Linked DNA regions of Oryctolagus cuniculus: all the other regions are linked to region 1. A link is a contact called in public Hi-C data. All regions are on one chromosome and are shown on one strand. Each heading gives the region's core, a stretch centred on a gene start, on an enhancer-like site or on the middle of the called end of the contact. The rest is flanking DNA. Distances are from core to core; before and after follow the strand shown.

Evidence for each region. A called contact is a pair of places that touch in the nucleus more often than the background predicts.
Region 2: a Hi-C map of an unstated tissue shows a contact between it and region 1, with 5 times the contacts expected there. The contact joins the promoter of SRXN1 here to the promoter of NRSN2 in region 1. A contact is called at or near these places in 3 of 6 Hi-C or Micro-C datasets (ear pinna, psoas muscle and an unstated tissue).
Region 3: a Hi-C map of an unstated tissue shows a contact between it and region 1, with 3 times the contacts expected there. The contact joins the enhancer-like site here to the promoter of NRSN2 in region 1. A contact is called at or near these places in 3 of 6 Hi-C or Micro-C datasets (ear pinna, skin fibroblasts and an unstated tissue).

What each region holds. Positions count from the first base shown.
Region 1 is chr11:26,475,131-26,477,768 of mOryCun1.1, forward strand. NRSN2 (neurensin 2) reads left to right here and starts at 1,305. Exons shown (of 3, transcript XM_008256172.4): 1 at 1,305-1,422.
Region 2 is chr11:26,719,028-26,721,665 of mOryCun1.1, forward strand. SRXN1 (sulfiredoxin 1) reads right to left here and starts at 1,326. Exons shown (of 2, transcript XM_002710893.5): 1 at 902-1,326. The coding sequence starts at 1,129. LOC108176616 (a long non-coding RNA gene) reads left to right here and starts at 1,423. Exons shown (of 4, transcript XR_011379954.1): 1 at 1,423-1,609; 2 at 1,925-2,638.
Region 3 is chr11:26,308,992-26,311,629 of mOryCun1.1, forward strand. No RefSeq gene overlaps it. Among named protein-coding and RNA genes, the nearest start is that of DEFB125, 34 kb to the right of the region's middle. Within about 2 kb of position 1,335, at least 1 of the 8 cell types and tissues checked has an H3K27ac peak or open chromatin away from gene starts, as enhancers often do.

The DNA of each region.
Region 1 (2,638 bases), core at 55-2,554:
CTTTGAAAAATGCCTCGAATGCACATCTCATTTCACTCTTTCAACCCCTTTCATTTCTTTTAAAGATTTTATTTATTTATTTGAGAGGCAGAGCTACAGACAGAAAGAGGGGGAGAGAGAGAGAGAGAGAGAGAGAGAGCGAGCTTCCATCCGCTGGTTCACTCTCCAAATGGGACGCAGAGGGAGGCTTAGCCTGCTGCGCCACAGTGCCAGCCCCTTCAACCTCTTCCAGAAGCAACCACTTCAGTATCTCGGCTCTACTACAGGGAAGCAGGCTCGCACTGGGTGAATCACGCAAGCACCAAGTGGCGCCTGACATTCAGACCTCCACCTGCCTGGCCCGGCACAACTCACCAGCCTTCCCCCGCAGCTCTTCCCAGGGGCTGCCCCCCACCCATCCACCCAGCCCCTCCACAGGCAGTGTGATCTCTGCAGGGTGCATATCAGGCCACGTCGCCCCTAGCCTTCCAAACCCTGCCGTGGCTCCCCGCTTGCCCCTTATGCCCCAGGTGAGTGGATGTTTGTGGAGCCGCCTGCTCAGTGGCAAGCGCTATGGGAGGCTTGGGTAACGCGGACAACACAGAGATGTGGCTCCCGGTGCAGAGCCCAGCCAGGCCCTCGCCTGGGGAGAGCCAGAGAGGAGGCTCAAGACACGAGGGCACGTTTGTGCACTGGTGCCCGGTGAAGTTCAGAGCAGTCAACGACTTTGCCCAGACTGCACAGAGGCTGAGCATAGAGCAGGCCTCCAGTGGAGGCAGCTGCCTGGTGGAGGCCGGTTCTAGGGGAGACAGTGGTGGCCGCACACTGCCCGGGGCACCGCTGCTCTACTCCTGCAAGACCACAGGGCAGGCTGTCTCCTCCGCTGCCTCCATCAGCAAAGGGGGAGTCGCTTGTCCCCCACACCTCCCCCCAGCCCAAGCCCTCCTCAGGGTTAGGGGGAAGATCCTTAGCAAGGGGAGAAGGCCCCAGGGAGAAGGAAGGGGCTTCCCTGCCAGCGGGAGGGGCCTCCTGGGAGGCGGCCGGGGAGAGAGGTGGGGCTCAGTGCGGGCTGGGGTGGGGGTTTCTATGCCAGGATGGGCTTGAGACCCTGAGAGGGGACCGAGGGTGTAGCGAGGAGACCGGCGCTCCGCGAGGGGAGCTGGGGTGGGGCCCAGGCAGGGGCTGGGGTCTCCACAAGAGGCCTGGGGTCCCAGCGCGAGAAGGGAACTCAGGAAAGGGCGAGGGGCTCAGGAAGCTACAGGGGCCGCCGTGTGCAGAGCCAGCCCCCGGGGCGGGCCGGCGCCCCCTCCTCCCTCCGCCCCCGTGTCACCCCCGCCCGGGACTGCAGCGCAGGCGCGGACCTAGCCCGCGTTTGCTCGGCTTCAGCTCCGGCTCCCGCTCGCTTGCTCGCTCGCTCGCTTGGCGGACACCGCAGGAAGAGAGGTGAGCTCAGCAGCCCCCCTCCTCGGGGATCTGAGGGTCCCCTCTTCCCCCTGCGGTGTCCCGCTAAGGGCAGGACCTCTGCGATGTGCGGGGGTGGGGGGTGTCCCGGAAAGCGCCAGGCCCCTTGCGGCTCCACCCCTTAGGGTGGGCGGAGGCTTCAAAGGACTCGATCTTTAAGGGCCGTTCCGCCCCCTCTCTGCCTCAGTTTCCCCCAGGGGAAAGGACACGGTTCGCCTCGCAGGGTCAGGTCAGAAAGAGGTAGCAGTAGAGATGTGCCGAGCAGGGGACGACAGTCCGACTGCCCTCGCCCCCCGCCTGGGGAGACAGCCTGGGCAGCAAGGGGCGCGGGAGTGGGCGGGTCTGGGGTCTGGGGTCTGGAAGGTAAACAGCCAGTCAGTGCCGACCACCGAGTCCAGCAGGCTTCGCCTGTCGCCTCCGCCGCCGCCGCAGTGGCCTCCTCCCGCTTCTGCCCACCAAGTTCCTCCCGGCGCCGGTGGGGGACACCTCCCCAGGTTCCCCTGGCAACCCCGCTGCATCCTCGGCGCCCCCCACCCCTCCCGCCTCCCTGCAGACCTAAAGGGGGCAGGCAGCCGAGGGGAGGCCCCGCCAAGGTCACCTTCCTGCGCCCTCACGGCCGGATTGCGGGGCTGCACACCTGCGGCGGGTCCCGGCGAGCTGCGTGCGCGGTGGGAGCTGACCCGGGCCGCCTGTCCCTCTGCCCCCTTGCCTGGGGTCCCTAATCCGCAGGGACCGACGCTCTTGCCCCCGCCCTTCTCCCAGAGCCTCCTACGAGGGCCAAAACCGCAGTAGATCCTGCTCCAGACCTCTCGCCCTCTGCTGCCTCCGCTCGCCCTGGCCTCGGCCTCGGCTTGCTCCCCTTCTGCGGGACTTGGAAAATGCGTTTTCCTTTCGGTCTGCTTCCTAGGATTGAGGGATGGACCGCTTTACCACCGCAGTCCTGGGGCTGCTGGGGCTGCGGGGCTGCGTCTCTCAGGCAGCACCCAACTCTGTGTGCGTGCGGGGGCGGGGTGGGTGTTCCTCTGTTGGGGGTGGGTTTCTGTGGGGAGAGGTGTGTGTCTCTGGGGTGTGTGTCTGTGGGGTGTGTGTGTCTCTGTGTCATGTTTGTATCTCAGTGGGGTGTGTGTCTCTGTGGGGTGTGTGTCTCTCTGGGGTGTGTGCGTCTGTGGGGTACGTGTGTCTCTGGGGTGTGAGTCAA
Region 2 (2,638 bases), core at 76-2,575, 240 kb after region 1:
TCGGGGCTAGCAGTGGGACAACAGCCCAGAGACAAGGTTCCTGCTCGTGTGCAGTTCACAGGAGATGACGCAGACAGACCAGACACAAGGGAATAAGCACGTGGACGATGTCTGATGGACATGGGGCTACCTGGAAAAATGCCTCTGACCCTGGCCAGCTAGAGGGGCCAGGGCTCCAGGCCAGGAGGTGGAGCGGGAACCACCGGGGCTGTGGGCTCTGGGGCAGGGCCGGGAGTGTGGGGACGCTAGGCACATTCCAGGACTGAAGACCTCCTGGCTGCGGCAGCCTCTGGTGGGACGAGGGGGTCTCCTCTGCCCCCCTGCCCAGGGCCGGAGTAGGGGGCAGGATGCCAAGGGGACCCGGCCAGACCCACGCTCATGCGCCCCCAGCCCCAGCCCCAGCCCGCCAGCATCACTGGGTTCCCCCAGCGCCCTCCCCACTACCTTTCAGCAGACCCCCAGGACCAGGACCCCCAGGTCCTGCTGTCCCCACAAGGGCCGGACAGCCCCTCCCTGGACAGTGGGGACGCTGGGACGGGGCTGCCCGTGGCCTTTCCACGCGCCTGACCTTGGGCACGTTGCTATAAAAAGAACTCTCCCTAGCCTCGGTTCTCACCTGGGAAAAGGGGCCGGTATCTACCTGGGAGGGTGGGTGCAGGACGCTAAGGAACTTAGCCCCCGGGGCCGGGGCAGGCGCTGTCTTACAGGAATCGCCGGTCCTTCTTTTAACCGTCTTGGCTCGTCCCTTCCTTGCTCAAGCGAGAAGCAGAGGCCCACCGTCGCCCAAGGTCACACAGCTATGGCTGAGCGCCCACAGGCGCCCAGTCAGCCCCGGCTCCCTCGGCGCGACCTCCCCGCCCCGAGCCCTCCCTCCGGCGGGCCAGCCTCCCCGGGGCCTCACCCGGATCGTGTCCACCAGGCTCTGCACCTTGGCCGGGTCCAGCACGGACGGCAGCGGCCGGATGAGCACGCTCAGCGGCACGTTGTGCACCGCGGCGATGCAGCCCGAGTGGATGCTGCTGCCCTGCGCGCCGCCGCCGCCGCCGCCGCCGCCGCTCGGCCCGGACCCCTCGGGCGCCCCTCTACCCGCGCCGGCCCTGCCCAGCGCGCCGCCCGCTCGCAGCCCCATGGCGCCGCCGCCCCCGCGCGCCGCCTCCGCGGCTTTAACTCCGGCCGGGCCGTACCATTAGGCGGGGCTGGGCGGGGGGCCCGTGCGGCGTCGGGGGGCGCGCTCCTCCCCAAGCCCCGCGGTGGTGCGGCCGCGGCCCCGGCTCCGCAGTGGCCCAGTCCCCAACCCCTCCCGCCCCGCGGCCCCGGGCTTGGGCTCGCCCGGCTCGGGCCCGCCGCCGGGGGGCGCCCCGCAACCTCCCCCGGGCCGCGCGGCGCCCGGCAGTGGGCGCGCCCGGCGGGCTGACTCAGGGTGAGTGTGCAGTCCCGGCGCTGGGGAGGCGCGGTCGGCCCCGGGCGCGCTGGCGGGCGGTGGCCGGACCTGCCGAGCAGGCGTGAGTCGGCAGAAGCGGCGGCGCCCACGGCAGTCCTCCCGGAAGCCGGTGCAGGCTGCAAAGCGTGGAGAGCACGCTGCTTGTGTAGTAACTCCCGACCCCGCCAGGTAGGTCCCGTTTCCCAGGTGGCGGCGCTGGACCCGAGGGCAGGGGGCTTGAGTGGCCGAGCTGGGGCTCAGGTCCAGCAGCCCGGCCCCAGAGGCCCCTCCGCACCCCTGCGCGCTGCGTGGCTCACCCGCAGCGACTGTCCCACGGAGCTCCCTGGAATCCTGCCCTTGGGAGGCTGCCAGTTGGTTACTGACACTTTTTTTTTTAAGATTTACTTATGTATTTGAGAGGTAGAGTTACAGAGAGAGAGAGAGGGAGAGACAGGTGACACTTTCTTTAAATAAATTCTATTATTATTTTTATTTATCCGAAAGGCAGAGAGATACAGAAACAGACGGAGAGATCTTCCACCTGCTGGGTCACTTCCCGAAAGCTGCAACAGCCAGGGCCGGGCCAGGCTGAAGCCAGGAGCGGGGACTCTGCTGGGTCTTGCACTTTGGCGGCAGGGAGCCTGGTACTGCAGCTGCTCCCCAGGGTGCCCTGGCGGGAAGCCGGGTCGGGAGTGGAGCTGGGGCTTGAACCCCGGCGCTGAGAGGTGAGCCACAGCACTGTCCCCGTGGGGCCACGCGCCCTCGGCCGTCACTGGCTTTCTGAGTCCCACGTGGACGGGGAGGTGACGCTGCCCATCACCGCGGTGCCCGGGGCTCTGGCATCCCGCTTTGCTGGAGAAAGTCACCGTTCCGGCTCCTCCCAGAACCGAGGATGGCGAGGCTGTTGTGAGTGTCACTGGAAGCTTTCGGCTTCTGCACTTGGTCCCGGCTCAGGAAGTGGAGCTGCCACCCGCACTTCCGCCCAGGAATTACTGAGATCGGAGACTTCTGTTGAGAGGGAAGGGGTCTTCCTCCTTACAGGAGGTCAGGAGGGCAGGACAGTGGTTTTTGGAGTGGAAACATGGAGATTTGACCTCAGTCTCATCAAGCTGTTACCCTACTCCTGGTATCAAATTCGGTGTCTTACCATACACATGTCCCAACTTAAAAGAGCTTAAACATGAAGATTGGCTTTCTCACTTCCAAGACTGGTGAAGA
Region 3 (2,638 bases), core at 85-2,584, 170 kb before region 1:
CAAAATGTTTTTGATGAAAAAAACACTGTTTCTCATTTTCTTCCTACTACTTGTTGAGTTCTCTAACTAGTGTAGGGTTAATCTTATGAGTATAAAATAAACTGAAAGCAGGTCATTGTAAAAATTAAAAAACAAAAGGACCAGCGCTGTGGCGTAGCAGGTTTGAGTCCCAGATGCTGTACTTCCAATCCAGCTTCCTACTTATCCACCTGAGAAAGCAGCAGAAGATGGCCCTAGTGCTTGCCACTCAGGTGGGCACCTGGATGAAGCTCCTGGCTCTTGCCTTCAGCCTGGCCCAGCCCTGGTGTTTAAGGTCATCTGGGGAGTGAACCAGCAGACAGAAGACTGATCTCTCCCTCTCTCTTTCTCTCTCTCTCTCTCTGCCTTTCAAATAACTAAGTAACTCGTTTAAAAAAATCCTTTCAGGTAGAATTGCCTATTTTAACTTGGGGAGTTTTCATCTGTGCCTGAGTATGACTGGTACGTAAGGGCTTATCCCCACCAGTTTTCCCCTGCGTGTTCGGTACGTCATGTGTTTCTTTCTTCCTGTCTTGCTGGTCCTCTTTGTGGCTTGGCGGCTTTGCATCTTGATAAGATCTGATTCTCCTCTGCTGCTCCTTTGTGCATCTGCTCTGCTAGGGAGGTTTATACTCTCACAAAATATGATGATGTCCATCGTTGTCCTGTTTCTGGTAAAGACGAAAGCTTCCAAAGGATTACTTCTGAGAGCTACGTGTGAATTTTCTCATTGCTTGCTCGCTTGGCTAATTCATTCAGCTTCGTCTCACGCGGCACGGCGCCTGGCTGCGGCTTGCCTGTGTTTCTTGCTGGGAGCGAGCACCTGTCTCCATGTGAGTGCCGCTGGCAAATCTCCCACACCTTCACCAAGTGCCCAGCCAAGGTATGTGACATAAGTCATCCTCCGCCTGGCTGAACACCGGTATCTCCCGTCCTTTTTCGTTCACTCCTTGCAACTCTGATCCATTCCCAAAACCACCGAAGGCTGGACACTGCCCTGCCACACCGGTGTCTATCCAGTCCCCTGCGACACCACCTTCCGCTCTCCTGAGACACGGCGGCCATGAAGCCCTATTTAGTGGTCATCACCACCCTTCTGATCCTTGTTCAAAATGCTCCAGGTAACTCAGGCCTGTCTCAAAGGTTCTGGGGACTTGCATGGGGTCGTGGAATCTTGGTGTTCTCCGAGGAGAATCTTACACACAGTAGGCAACACCTTAAACCATTTCTTACCTCAAGTAAGTTGAGGATGTAACTGTCACGGTTCAGCTCATGTTAAAATATTCCCTGATCATACTTAAGAGTCCGCCGTTCCTGGCCCAGTGCAGATTCAACAAAGCATGAAACTGCTTGATTCATGGGTCAGGTATGAGAGGTCAGATGCAAATTAGGGAGCTGTGAGAGAAATAAAAGACAACTTGATGTGAATCGTGCGTTGTAGTAGGGAAGCTATAAGAGCTTAGAGAGAGAGAAATGCTGTAAAAATGAGCGGGTCGGCACAGGACGGTGAGTCTGTTTACAGAGTGGACTTGCCTGGCGTTTGCTGTCTCCGGAGAGGGAAGGAGCCTTTTCATCGGATGCAGCTGGGGATGGAGTGGGTCGAGCTGAAAGGTGGGGTAGAGGGAAGTCTTTATTTGGACTGTGTTTTTGTATTCATGCTGTGAATCGGGGTTGTGCGTCTTGGTTAGTATTGCGTTTGTATTGTGCTTTATTACTGGGCCTGAGTGGTCATCAGCAGATACAGGGCTGAGCCGGAGTCAGGTGTTAGACACCGTGAGTGTCTTATTCCAGTAGAGCGGATGCGGGATTCATCTGGGCGGGGGTTCGCGTAGCCCACGTTGGGGGTCGTCAAGCCTGAATAAGACAGTTGAGTTCATTACAGCAGGGCTGTGGCTGTTGGGGGGGGGGAGCATTTACTGTATCCGGCATGTGATTTGCAGATATGAGCTCCCCTTCTGTGGGTTGCTTTCTCATTTTGTTTGTTCTTGCCTTTGCTGTACAGTAGCTTTTTAGTTGGATGGAATCCTACGTATCTGCCTTCATTTCTGTTGCTTGTGCTTTGTTGTCATAGCCAAGAAATCCTTTCAAGTTCAACATGAAGAAACTTTGCCCCTCTGCTTCTCCTGAGAGCTTTCGTGTGTGTCCGTTGGGAGGTGGGCGATGCACGCACGCCTCCAGTTTTCCCTGCATTGCTGTGGAGGGGCCTTCCCTCTCCTGCGGAAGCTCCAAACACCTGCCGTTCAGCCCAGCCTCTAGCACTAACAGTGCTGTCCTGAGCATTTCACTTATTGAGAACCGCCTCTCCTAAGGGGAGGTTTTAAACATGAGGAACAGTCGGCAAGGGCGTGGCAGAAAGCTTTTGGAAGCGACAGATGCGTTGATGGCATAGATCGTGTGACAGCTTACCTCCAGGCTCATCGAGACGCATACGTTAAATGTATCATCTCAGGAAATGGGGATAAACACTGGATGAGCAATATCCAGTGTTGTTTTCAAATTTTGCAAGAAAAGTCTCTCCAGTCTGATTTTCACTGAAGAGCAGTAGGTGATGAGGGAAAATAAAATCGGGATGGGGGAATGATCCTCAGGGTCTCCCAGGAGACCTCGGTGGGGCAGAGGC